Linked DNA regions of Mus musculus: region 2 is linked to region 1. Evidence: chromatin contacts called from public Hi-C data. All regions are on one chromosome and are shown on one strand. The core of a region is the stretch at or near the end of the contact, and the rest is flanking DNA. Distances in the headings are between cores, read along the strand shown.

The links. Hi-C and Micro-C count contacts between places; a contact is called where the count stands out from the background.
Region 2: a Hi-C map of conventional type 1 dendritic cells shows a contact between it and region 1, with 2.0 times the contacts expected there. The contact joins the promoter of Ptbp2 here to the enhancer-like site in region 1. A contact is called at or near these places in 6 of 39 promoter capture datasets (the C10 cell line, the HPC-7 cell line, hematopoietic stem and progenitor cells and 3 more), 1 of 15 datasets of contacts at CTCF or cohesin (the NIH/3T3 cell line), 6 of 484 Hi-C or Micro-C datasets (the G1E-ER4 cell line, conventional type 1 dendritic cells, liver and 3 more), 7 of 115 datasets of contacts at active chromatin or transcription factors (the 230-238 cell line, CD8 T cells, the SCID.adh cell line and 2 more) and 5 of 9 other capture datasets (adipose tissue, bone marrow-derived macrophages, liver and 2 more).

What each region holds. Positions count from the first base shown.
Region 1 is chr3:119,732,050-119,737,870 of GRCm38.p6, reverse strand. The region is part of intron 8 of Ptbp2 (polypyrimidine tract binding protein 2); the gene reads left to right. Among named protein-coding and RNA genes, the nearest start is that of Ptbp2, 48 kb to the left of the region's middle. Within about 2 kb of position 4,045, at least 4 of the 459 cell types and tissues checked have an H3K27ac peak or open chromatin away from gene starts, as enhancers often do. A contact at or near this core is called in conventional type 1 dendritic cells, where this site is marked.
Region 2 is chr3:119,781,245-119,786,951 of GRCm38.p6, reverse strand. Ptbp2 (polypyrimidine tract binding protein 2) reads left to right here and starts at 3,564. Exons shown (of 14, transcript NM_001310711.1): 1 at 3,564-3,750; 2 at 5,418-5,448. The coding sequence starts at 3,743.

The DNA.
Region 1 (5,821 bases), core at 2,796-5,295:
AATTTGAGATAATATAAATGGTGTAGAAGGTTGTATTTTTGCCCTGTCAGCACACCTTTCTTGGTTGAGACAATGTCACTGTGTCAAGAGAACTCTGGAAATTTGCTTTCCTCCCAGGTTAGCCCTGTACTCTTGACTTTTTTTTTTCTGCCTCAACTTTACTAATGCTGAAACCACTGTTTTGTTCTTATACTTGACTTCATTACTTTTTTTCAAAGCATATTAAATTACTGGGGAAATGTATCATTAATTAGAAACTATTTTGTAGTTTTAAAATACTTGTTTATAATTTTTCAGTTGTCTGGAGTCTTTCAGCTGGTGTGTTAGGTAGTTCTTAACAAAGTACTTACTAGAGATTTAGGTTTGATTAGGATATGAGCTGAATCTTGAACTTGCTTAGGTCTGTTACTTTTCAGAAGAGTATTTTTAGTAACTATTCTCATTTTTTAAAAAAAAATAAAGTTTATGTCTTTTTAAAACTAAGGTCTTGATCTTGCCTTAATACCTATTGCAGTCTTGAAATAGTGAGACTGTAAGTCTGTGCTGTGTGTCCAGCTCAGTGCTATGTTTCTGAAAAGTTGTTCTTGACACTTTCCAGGGGCATCTAGTGCTCCATTAGTGATGTCGCCACTATAAAATGATAACTGTCTTTTCTCTATTTTTTGCCTCATAGGATATTTTATCGGGTGACTTCAGAGTACAACCAAAGTAATAGTGGCGAGATTCCGTTCTTGGTCAGTCTTTCTGATGCAGAACTCCTGAAATAATTGCTACCGTGCCCCTTTACTGAAAAGACTATACTTATATTCTTTCAAATATATGAGGGTTCACTTTGCTTTTTATATTTAGCTGCTTCAATGAATGTCTTTACTTTTCAAAAAGATTTTATTTTAAACACTATTTTTAAACTATCACTTATACCTGGTTTCCCTCCCTCTTTTACTGAGAATCACAGTATTTTGGTAAATGTAGTTAATATTTAGAGAAGGAAAACACAGTACTTTGTAGATACTTAGAATGTAACATCTAAATAACATAATCATAAGCTTCACAGTATATTTATTCACTCACATACCTCTTTCAGAGAACAAGTTGGTCAAAATTATTTACTATAAGTACACATTAAAATTTTTGTCAAGGTAAATGTTAATATATTAAGAGGTGGGTAGCTTTAGAAAATTGTTAGAAATGATTTTTCATGATCATGTTGCCACTTAAAAATATTAGAGCAACTAATCTGTCAAAAGAATAGAGTTTGAATAAAGTAGCACCCATTCTTAGAATAACAGTATTAGTAGAGGTTGTGCAGTTAGTTGATGGTCATGAGGAGATAGAACATTTTTCATGAAGGTTAATTTGTACTTCTTGTGTAATGGTGCTTTTCCAAATGTGTTGGCTGTGGACATCACTGAAAATCAGTGGGAGTGGGCCCAACACATTCATAACGTTTTTAAATATCCCAAAATATTTTAGTGAAGCAGGAGTTGAAAATTAAATGCTATTGGAATTTTTATACCAAATTTTAGGGTTTTAGTAATTACTTATTATGTCCTCATAAAAAGACATCATTGCACAGTCTATTTTAATATTCATGTCATAATTTACTTGGTATAATTCTGATAAAATGTTATTGTTAATCTAGGTTTACTATGTTTCCCCCTTTTATGTGTAATCCTAAAATTACCAAGTTTATTTAAAACCTTGGAAGCTTTTTCTATTGTTGCTTTTAAGTGGGTCATTCACATGGTAATATTTTATAAATTACATTTATATGTCAGTCTTCCATGTCTTAGAATGAATCCCACATTTCTGTAATAAGATTAGTAGTGATCACTGTGAATTTACTTGTTTTTATTTCTATTGTGTTTTAAATCAAAGTCATATCTTAACTATCACAACAATATCCCCAGATTTTTTACCAAAACAAAATTTATCTACCACATCAAGAATTTCTGATTAATTGAGTAGAAACAAGAGTCTCACTATGTGGTCCAGGTTCCAGTATGGCCTTGCAAATTGCTATGTAGAACAGACTGCCCTTAGACTAAAATGTTTTATTCTTCAGCCTCCTGCATGCTGGGATTCCATGCCCTCCTGTGTCACCAAACCAGGCAGAGGGTTTTCTTTCTCCCTCGTTTTTAAATTTATTTATTCTTTCATTGAGAGCAGTTTTTCGCTTAGATAGTATATCCTGATTATGCTTTCCCCTCCCTCTCCTCCTCCTAGTTCCATCCTACCCTCCCCCAGTCAAATCCAGTCCCTTTTTGTCTCTCAGTAGTAAACAAAAAGGCTTCTAAAGGATAGTACCAAGATAAAACAAAAACTATCAAATCAGCATACGACAAAACTAGTAAAGAAAAATCAAAAGGTGTAAGAAACACATGTAGATATAGAAACTTATTAATCCCATAAAAAACACAAAACTGGAAACCATATAAAGGCCATGTAGTATAATAAAAGAAAAAATAAATTTAAAAAAGTAAAAATAAAAATTAAAAGGAGGAAAAGACCATGACTTGACATGACATGACATGAGACAGGAACTTCTTAAAGACAGTGAGTTCATTTTCTATTGGCCATCTATGGCTGAGCCTGGGGCTTTGCCCTTAAAGAGTGCTTTGTGTTTTCAATGAGACTCCCTTGAAGAAAACTAATTTTCATTCACCAGAGGTTATCAGTAGGAGATTGCTTTTAGGTTAGGAATGAGACGTGTCTACTTCTGCTTTCGGTTCTAGGACCCTGGTGCAGACCTGGGCAGACCCTCCCTCAGTCTGTGTGCATTGATCCTGTTGATTTACAGGGTTTTGTGTCCTCGGTAACCTTCTTCCCCTCCGGCTTTTAAACTCTGCCCACCTCTTCTACTGAGTGCCCTGAGCCCAGAGGTGAGGGATTTTGACTGAGACATAACCTTTTGGGGCTGAACATTTCAAGGTCTCTTCCCTCTCTCCATATTGTCTCACTGTTGGCCTATGTTTTTGTTCCTGGCTGCTAGGCAGAAATTTCTTAATGTGACGAAATATTTAACCTGCATCAAAATTTCTTAGTTTTAAAAGGTATTTATTTATGTTTGGTCTTTTTAGATACAATCTCAATATGTAACTCAGGGTCCTGTGCCAGTCCCTATATTTAAAAAAAAAAGTGGCTTTTTGTTTGTTCATCTTTTTAAGGTAGCCTTGTACAGAGCAAGATTCTGAGAGAGATAATTGATGTTAGTTGTTATTTATCTGCATAATTTCTTTTTGTACTGTGATAAGCCCTCTTTTCTGTCCCAACTTCAGTTTTATTGGTTTGATAAAAAGACAAAAAACATTAAATTAAGCTTTTAGAAAGTTGCTAGTTATACACTGCTCTGGTTGTTTCCCTGCGGGGTCATACATTCTTCCTGTGTGCACTGCGTTTGGGCTTACTGCATCTCTGAAGAAGACACTAGCATCTGGTTCCTCCATGGCTCCTCACTTGGTTGTGCTGGAGAGTGGTTGTGACTTACTATTACCACATGAAGCCTTCATTCTAGTTTTCTGCTAACCGGTTAGTATTCACTAGTGACTTCTGCCTTAGTATCTTTCATCAGAATGAGGAGTTTGAAAGATTGTCCTCCTTTCACATACTTCTTTTTCATTAGTTAGCAAAAACTTAAGGTTTTTTTTTTCCCCCTCAATAAGCTAGACCTTTGCCTTGTCATAGAGTGTGTGTGCGAAATAATTCTGGTCTTTCTTTCACTTACTTTTGGGGCTGGAAGCAGTACTGCAGACTAAGCCCCGAACCTCAGACCCTTTTGGGCATATGCTATGACTCAGCCTATCTTTAAGGCAGTGTAGAGCAAAAAATTCCTCAGTTTCTTTGCTAACAAATACAGTTGCTAGACAAAACATTTGCATGTATTTAGTTGTTTTAATTATGACTGGGTACAAGCATTCATTGTTGTGAAGTTTATGAATTGGTACAGGGTATAGGCTAGATTATTCCCAGTATCTGCTTTATACTTTAGGAGCCATTGCTTCCAGGTTCTAGTAGCCTGCGAGAGTAGCCTAGGGAGTCATTGATGCAGTTTATTCATGTGTGATTGTTGACTCACTTGCCCTTTCTCTGACTCCAGAATGGAAGGAACTGGGCAGGGGACTTAACAAAGCTACTAATCAAAGTTTATCCCAGGTTAGATATATTTCTTTCTCCAAAGAAACGCATCCCCATGAATCAAAAAAGATCAGAAAGCAATAGTATTTTCTTAATAAATAGCAGAAGATAATACATTATACCTCTTGTCATAATTGTGAGAACAGAAACAGACCCTGGTGTGACTGAGGCAGTGAGAAGTTTTCAGTTTAGTCATAATAAATTGGACCTTTTTACTTTCTTTGCTTGGCCCTTCTAGCCTTTCCCTTTCACTTCTCAAATAGTCTTTGTTCTACTTCCACGTCGCTTCTTAGACTGTAGAGTGTCCACATAGCACAGTACAACTGGGGAGTCTCTTCCATCCCTCAGCAGCAGCTTCCATAGCACAGACCCATCATTTTGATGAGGTCTAATTTACTGTCTTGTCTTAGTGGTTTGTGAGGTTCAATCGTGAAGGTGTGGTCTCTTTTCTAGCACTTTTGGTTTTAGTTTTTTCGAAAATTTTTTGTCGTTGTTTCAAACTAGCCGATTCTCCCAGTCTAACCAAGGCTGAACCTCTATTGAGTTACATCCGTTCTTTTTCAAATATTTTCTGGTGTGTGTTTATGTTCCATTCATGCTTGCGTGTTTCTATCGGTACCTTACTACCTTGTTTACTCTAGCTCTATATTCAGTATTATAAACATCTTTCCATCATTTTGTCATTTTCTTTCAAAATTATTTTGAATAATTTTAGTGCCTTTCTGTCAGTCTTCTGCTTTTAAAAAAACATTTCCTGAAATTACATTTGCCATTGGTTCCCTTTTTTGTGATTCTATAACTTATGCAGAAAAATGTAAACAGCTTTTACAAGACATTCCATTATACATGTTATATTAAGTATTTTATCATAGCACCAGGAGAAAAAACTGTAAGTGAGTATTGTAGCAGTAATAGAGCTGTTTTCATTGTTTCCATAATATATGCTAGTAAGACCTGGTTTTTCATCTGTGTATGTTCAAAAAACATGAATTACTGTAGTTTTTAATATTTTTAACATTTTTTAATTTGTTCATAGTGGTTTCTACTTCTAAAGTTTCTATTGAACCATTAGTAAAACATGCTTAGAAAGATGGAAACGCTGCTTGTTAATTTTGTGAATCAAAAGGTTCCCTTCAATTATTAAGGCGTTGCTAGAATTAAGTACCTTTTTTAAAGAGACTAGTGCTAGTGAAGAGTTGTGAACGCGTGAATACAAGGATTAGCAGCACTCTGTCCTGTCTCCCATTATTTAGTTCCTATTTAAAAATTTGACTCCACTGTCAAATACCTAGACAGATTATTTTAAGGATAGTTTCTCCCTACAGAATAACTAGAAAAATACCAGTTTAAAGAAAAACTACTTCAGATTTTATCTCTACTTAAAGTTCTTTATGTCATTTGTTGTGGCAGGAACATTTAAAATACAACCATTTACTAAGTGTTTCAGTCAGAGATGGATTCATCTAGAGAAGATGTTCTCATTAGATTGTAATATAGGTAAAAAATGCTACTGTATAGTAACATTGTCTCATGAGAGACATGAAACAGTTGTGCTGCCTACTGTATAAACATATAGTGAATATAGTTAATGTACAGTATATAATACTTGGTAATGTTGTTGAATGACTTGCTGGCTTTATATCATACCTTTTAAACATTATTTTAGGAAAGACTCCAGTAACTTGGA
Region 2 (5,707 bases), core at 2,315-4,814, 50 kb before region 1:
CTGAAGTCATAAGCATCGTGTTTCAGTTGAGTTGAAGTATATTTGGAAAATTGTCAAACCCTTTCCACATGGCAGTTAAAGTACATTTGGGAAATTGTAAAACCCTTACTATAGGGCAGTTAGGAATAACTTTCTTCATGATAAAGAGGAACTTATTGCCTTTACATCTATTTTACATCCCATGCTCGGTGCCCAGCAACCTAGTACCTAGTATGGCCCCTCTTTGATTGTTTCCCTTCTCCAGGGGGTTTGCATAAGCTTTGACAGCTTCTCAATGTCCTTTTCTCTACTTTGAGTTCATATTACCTTTTCAAAAATGAAATACTATTAATTGGTATATTATTATTTCTCTTGTTAGACTGGAAAACTAACTGATACTCCAGTACCCTAAGCAGACTAAGAATAAAATGTTATGGAAGTGAACATGGTCCCATTTCTTACTTTTATTGCATCAGTATTAGACCTTATTTTGGCTTAGCCTAGGCTGAAATTTAGATTTAATGATTGTTCACATAAGTGAAAAATTTTCTGTGAAAGGTCAAAACAGTTACCATTCGGATGGAAAAGAACACATTACTGTACTGAAAGAAGATCTGGGTATGAAAAGAATACTGTCCAGCCACTTCACTTTTTATTGCCCTATTCTGTTAGGACTTCATAAACATGAATTGAATCTAGTCGGCATTTACAAGGGTTGGCCATCCTCCACTGTTTAATAATCCAGCCCCTAGTTAACCTACACAGGCACACAGATTGACATATGGGTGGGACTTTACAAATTTGCCGGTGACATTTCCCCTGGTTTATTCATTTGTACGAGTGCCAATCTAATTTCATTACTGACATGTTTAACCTTTGTGAAGAATCTCTGTACAGATACAGCTATACGGATACGGGCTGCCTCCGAAGTTCCAAAAGCCAAAAGTGTGGCCTGTTCCTTCTGCAGAGAATAGTATCAGTGACAGGAACAACAACCAATCACCAACAATCAAGGCGATAGCAGCACCGCTTCTTAAGCATTGACTGCGGCCAGGCTGTCAACTGGACACCAATTTGGATGATGACGTCACTCTTAATCTCATTTTCATGAACTTCATCCTTGGGTTATGCTGACCATGTCCAGTGTCACGTAGCTAACAAATGGAACATCTCAAACGCGAAGCCAGGCTTTCATGGATATGTTTTTGTGGTATATAGCACACAGGGATTACAGTCTTGTCCTGCTACCAGATGCCTACAACTGCAGGTGCTAGCAGCCTCTGTATCTGTTATTTCATTCTGTACGCCCATCTTCCCAAAACAATGTATGATAAGCTAACCTCACACTATTCGTATATTAGACATAGCCAGAGATTAACAATACTAAAAACAGAGTAACTGCACAAAACATACTCAGGAAAGACATGGGAATATGTTTCCTGTCTTGAAATACTTGGTTGCTTGTTCACCTCCAGGGAAGCATTTTACGATTTCTTGACATATGACACTTTCTTGGCATACGGATTGCCAGGAGCACTACTCTCGTGCTTTGGGAGTTGAGGTAACTAAGGAACTCCTTCCTGCACATACAAACCTTGAGATAACATGATAGTTAAGCTGATCGAAGACACCTGTTCATTGAATAAGCTAGCTGGAAGATAGCGTGTTTAGCCTTGATACACTGAACATAGAGGTGACCCATGTCCTGACTGGAGAGTGAGATGGAGGCGATTTCATTATGCTTTACCTCAGAATGGTGCAGAATTTTAAACTATAAATCATGTCTAGATTTTACACTTAATATTTCCCAGCCACGGTTTACCACTGAACAAATGGCTTGAAACAGAAACCTCAGGTAGATGTCCAGAGGAGCCTATTGCTGTGTGCTGATACATCAGCATCATTCCCAACTTTAAACCCTTATTTCTTTACTACATTTTAAAATCTAGTGCTTTATGTGTCTTGCCTTGCGAACTACCTCACATATTTCCTACCGAAGTGTTGACTTAAATAAGCCAGCATATTGACTGTGCTGTGGTTTGCCCTTATACTTTATTAGAAGACCAACAAAAGGTTGTAGTTTAGTGAACATCTGACACTTGACAGAAGTTCTGCTCTTCTTGACCCAGATTGTCTTCCCTGAGATAAAACGAGAACCAATTATCAGTGTTGATTGTGCCAGTGCGAAGAAGATGGAGAATGCATCCTGGATCCCCTCCCTCCCTCCCTCCCTCTGGGAGCATACAGATTTAATTGTTGAGTTGAAACTATGTGAACAAAACCACAACCCATGAAAAACTATTATTAATGGAAATGATAATGGGGCCTTTACGTATCATAAGTCAAAAGTATAGATAGAAGGGAGGTGTTGCCGGAAATTAGATTTTTAAAAAGAATCGACAATCCCTAAGGCAAATCAAGACTATTTGACCAGGTGGTGGCTTGGAAACGTTCTTAGAGCAACAACAGTGCACATATGTGTGTGGTTGTTGTTGATTGCCTTTGAAACAAGGTCTCACTAAGTTTCTTCATCCTCTGGAGTAGCTGGGGCCAGGTTCTGACTTATCTTTTAAAAATAATATACAATCTCCCATTTAGTGAGGTGAAATTCCAGGTGGTAAGGGCAAGAGGCTTCTTGAAGGGGACGCGGCAGATCTGGAGGAGGTATGGAGGACACCTGGACAGACACAGTTGGTAAGTGCTGGAGGAGGTAGGGAAGAGCAAAGGGTGGTGCTGGCATTAGTGGCATGCCGGGAACATTTTCCGAAACCAAATGTTGCTGGGGCTATGATACAAATACATTAAAGAAGAACGGAAAACATGTTCTATGATATTAAGACCTTTAGTTCTATGGAAAAGTGATTTTTGTCTAGGCCGTTTTAACATTTTCATCCCCTGTAACTAATGCTAACTCAATTGGCCTCCTCTTTCCATATCCCCAAATGTTGGAATACAGGAACGCTTTCTGCCACCTCGCTCGCTCAGCGTGTGGCCATTCCCATGTAGGGATCTTGGAATATATGTTTTTCCTAACAGATGCACAAAAATTACCAACCCACATGAGAATCACCTTTTCTTCCTCTTGGCCTGATTGATTCCAGGTTTGTAAGCAAACACTAAGCTGGTGAGCAGTCCTTAATTAGGAGATGTTGTTATATTTTCCTAAGCAATGGATCTTGACCAGGGGGGTAAGCTCTTTGAGGATGAAGAATTTGTAAACGAGGTCTAGGATGCAGCTATAAAGTCTTTTTCTCTAGAGCTGAGAGGGCGAAGGGTGCCCGGGCCGGGCCTGGGATTGGTCCTTTGTGGTAATAATGCAGCTTGAGGTTGGAAGGAAGAGTGGAAGCAGCCTGAGAGCAGCAGGGTTGCAGTCCGGGCTAGCCTGAGGCACACACGGTGCAGGCTGCAGGCTGTCCCACTCACACCGCCCACGGAAGAGAAAGAACCCAGGTCAGCCAGCCACTGCAGCGGGCTCGTCTCCGAGGGCGGGAGGCAGTGCGCGCGCGGGCGGGCGGGCGGGCAAGCGGGCGGAGGCAGCCAACGGCGGAGGCGCCCACTCCCCCGGTCCCTGTGCCCCGCCGCTCGTCTCCCGCCGCCGCCGGGCGCCCGCGCGCTCGGCTCTTTCCGCCGCCGCGCGCTGCCCCGTGCGCTCCGGCACCTTCGGCAATTTCCGTCGGGCCCTGGCCGCCATTTTCTCGCCGCTTGTGTGGCTCGCTGGCTGCGTGGCTCGGTTCTTGGGAGCGAAGCTTTGTCCGGTTCGGCAATGGACGGGTAGGTACCGGGAGCCCGTGAGGAGATGGGCGAGGGAGAGGAGGCCGGCGAGGCGGCGGCCGGGATCCGGGTCGGGTCGGGTCCCGGGAAGCGGGGCTCGGGCGGCCCCTCCCAGGCCGCGCCGCCGTTACCCAACCCCCGCCCCATCACACACACCCCTCCCCGGGCTTCCCTCGGCCGCTCCGGCTACCGGCTCGAACCGCAGCCGCGGCTGGGAGGCCGGGGAGGCCTCGGGGCTGCTGTGGGGACGCGGGGCGGCCCGACTGCGGGGGATGGGGCGGGAAGCCCGGGGCGGCCCTGCCCCCTCGGGAGCCATGTCGACGCCGCGGGGAGACCCGAACCCTGGGGTGGCGGCGGCGGCGGCGGCGGCGGCGCGGGCGCGAGCGGGCCAAGCCGCGGAGGCCTGTGCGGAGCGCGAAGCCTGAGCGAGGCCCGCCATCCCCGGCCTCGCCCGAAACGCCGCGGCCGGAGCGCCGAGTGGGAGCTGCGGGGAAGGGGAGGGCGCGTGGCGGCGGGAGGGAGGAGGGCACATGTCACACTCCTTTGTTTTCATCCGAGTCTGGGAGCGGGGGCGGGAGGCCATCGGAATGCCTTTACCACCACCACAACGACAACAACAAGAATTCGGGGCTCGGCCCACAGGGCCCAGAAATTAAGCCATAAACAAAACCAAACCCCCATGAAGTGTTGGAGAGGCAGCATCAGTCACATGGGCAAAGGCCACAAGCCACGCAAGGCAGACAACAGATAATCCACACAGGGTTGGCCTTCCCCCGCCCCCTACTTTGATTAGTTTCTGGAGGAAAAAAAAATACAAAAATAAAAACAAACACCCCCCCCCCCACACCAGCCCCCCAAGCAAATATGGAACATGGATCAGAGTCGTGTTGCATCTTTGGAGAGGCTGGGCGTGAAGACCGGAGGATGCTGAGTGAGATGAGAGAGCTGTGAGAAGAAAAGAGGAGGCTCACCAATGTCGCGCCCTTGTTAACTCCACATCCCGAACGACCCAGTTCAACTCATTGTTCAGAGAAGGGGGCCACAGTTCACAGCCCACAGAGAGGAAGGGGCACGAAAAGAGACCCAGTGAACATGAACCTTTATTAAAATTGAGGGTCTGGATTTGACGAGTCTAAGAAAGTAAAATCCGAGTTTATTCAATAGGTTATCAGTCTAGAGTTAGTTATCTGGTGTTTTAGAAGAGATAATAAAAAGGCTTTAAACATCATTGCCACAAATTACCTTAATGGGATATTATTTACCACAGGAAATGTAGCTTTAGACATGTGAATTATCCCCAGACAGTTTTCCAATTTCCAGATTTTGTTTAGGTTACCAAAGAACTCACTCAACGTTGCTGATGTCAGTATATAAGCACGTTAGGAATAGTATAGTGTTTCTGCATTTTCATCTTGCTGTTAAAGGTTCTTAAAAATGATCATAAACTGACTGAAACGTCGAATGGTTCAAAATTATTTCTAAAAAAAAAAAAAAACAAAAAACAAAAACAAAAAACCTCCAGGTAAATAATAGTTAAAAAAAATTATCACTGAGCATCTGTGTATTGCCAGGGCCTGGGTAATTTATAAAAGATCTTAAAAGTTTTAAAGTTAAGCATTGATCATTAGAAGAGTAAGAGGTTGACACTTTTATTTTTTCCTTTACAGAATTGTCACTGAGGTTGCTGTTGGTGTGAAGGTAGGAGATTATGTTTGAAAGTAACGTGGAAACTGGGGATGTTGGATATGGTACCATTGTAAAGAGTGGAAAATTTCAGTTAGCCTTGACAACAAAAGCCAAGCTTAAAATATTTCCTTTAATTTGTAAAGTCAGAGTCTATAAACAACTGTACAGTTGGATATTGATAATGACCATGGTATGTTAATTACTTGATAATAAGCAGATTTTTTTTTAACCTCTTTAAGTAGTGTAAAGTGTTAGTTTAAAACAGTTGACT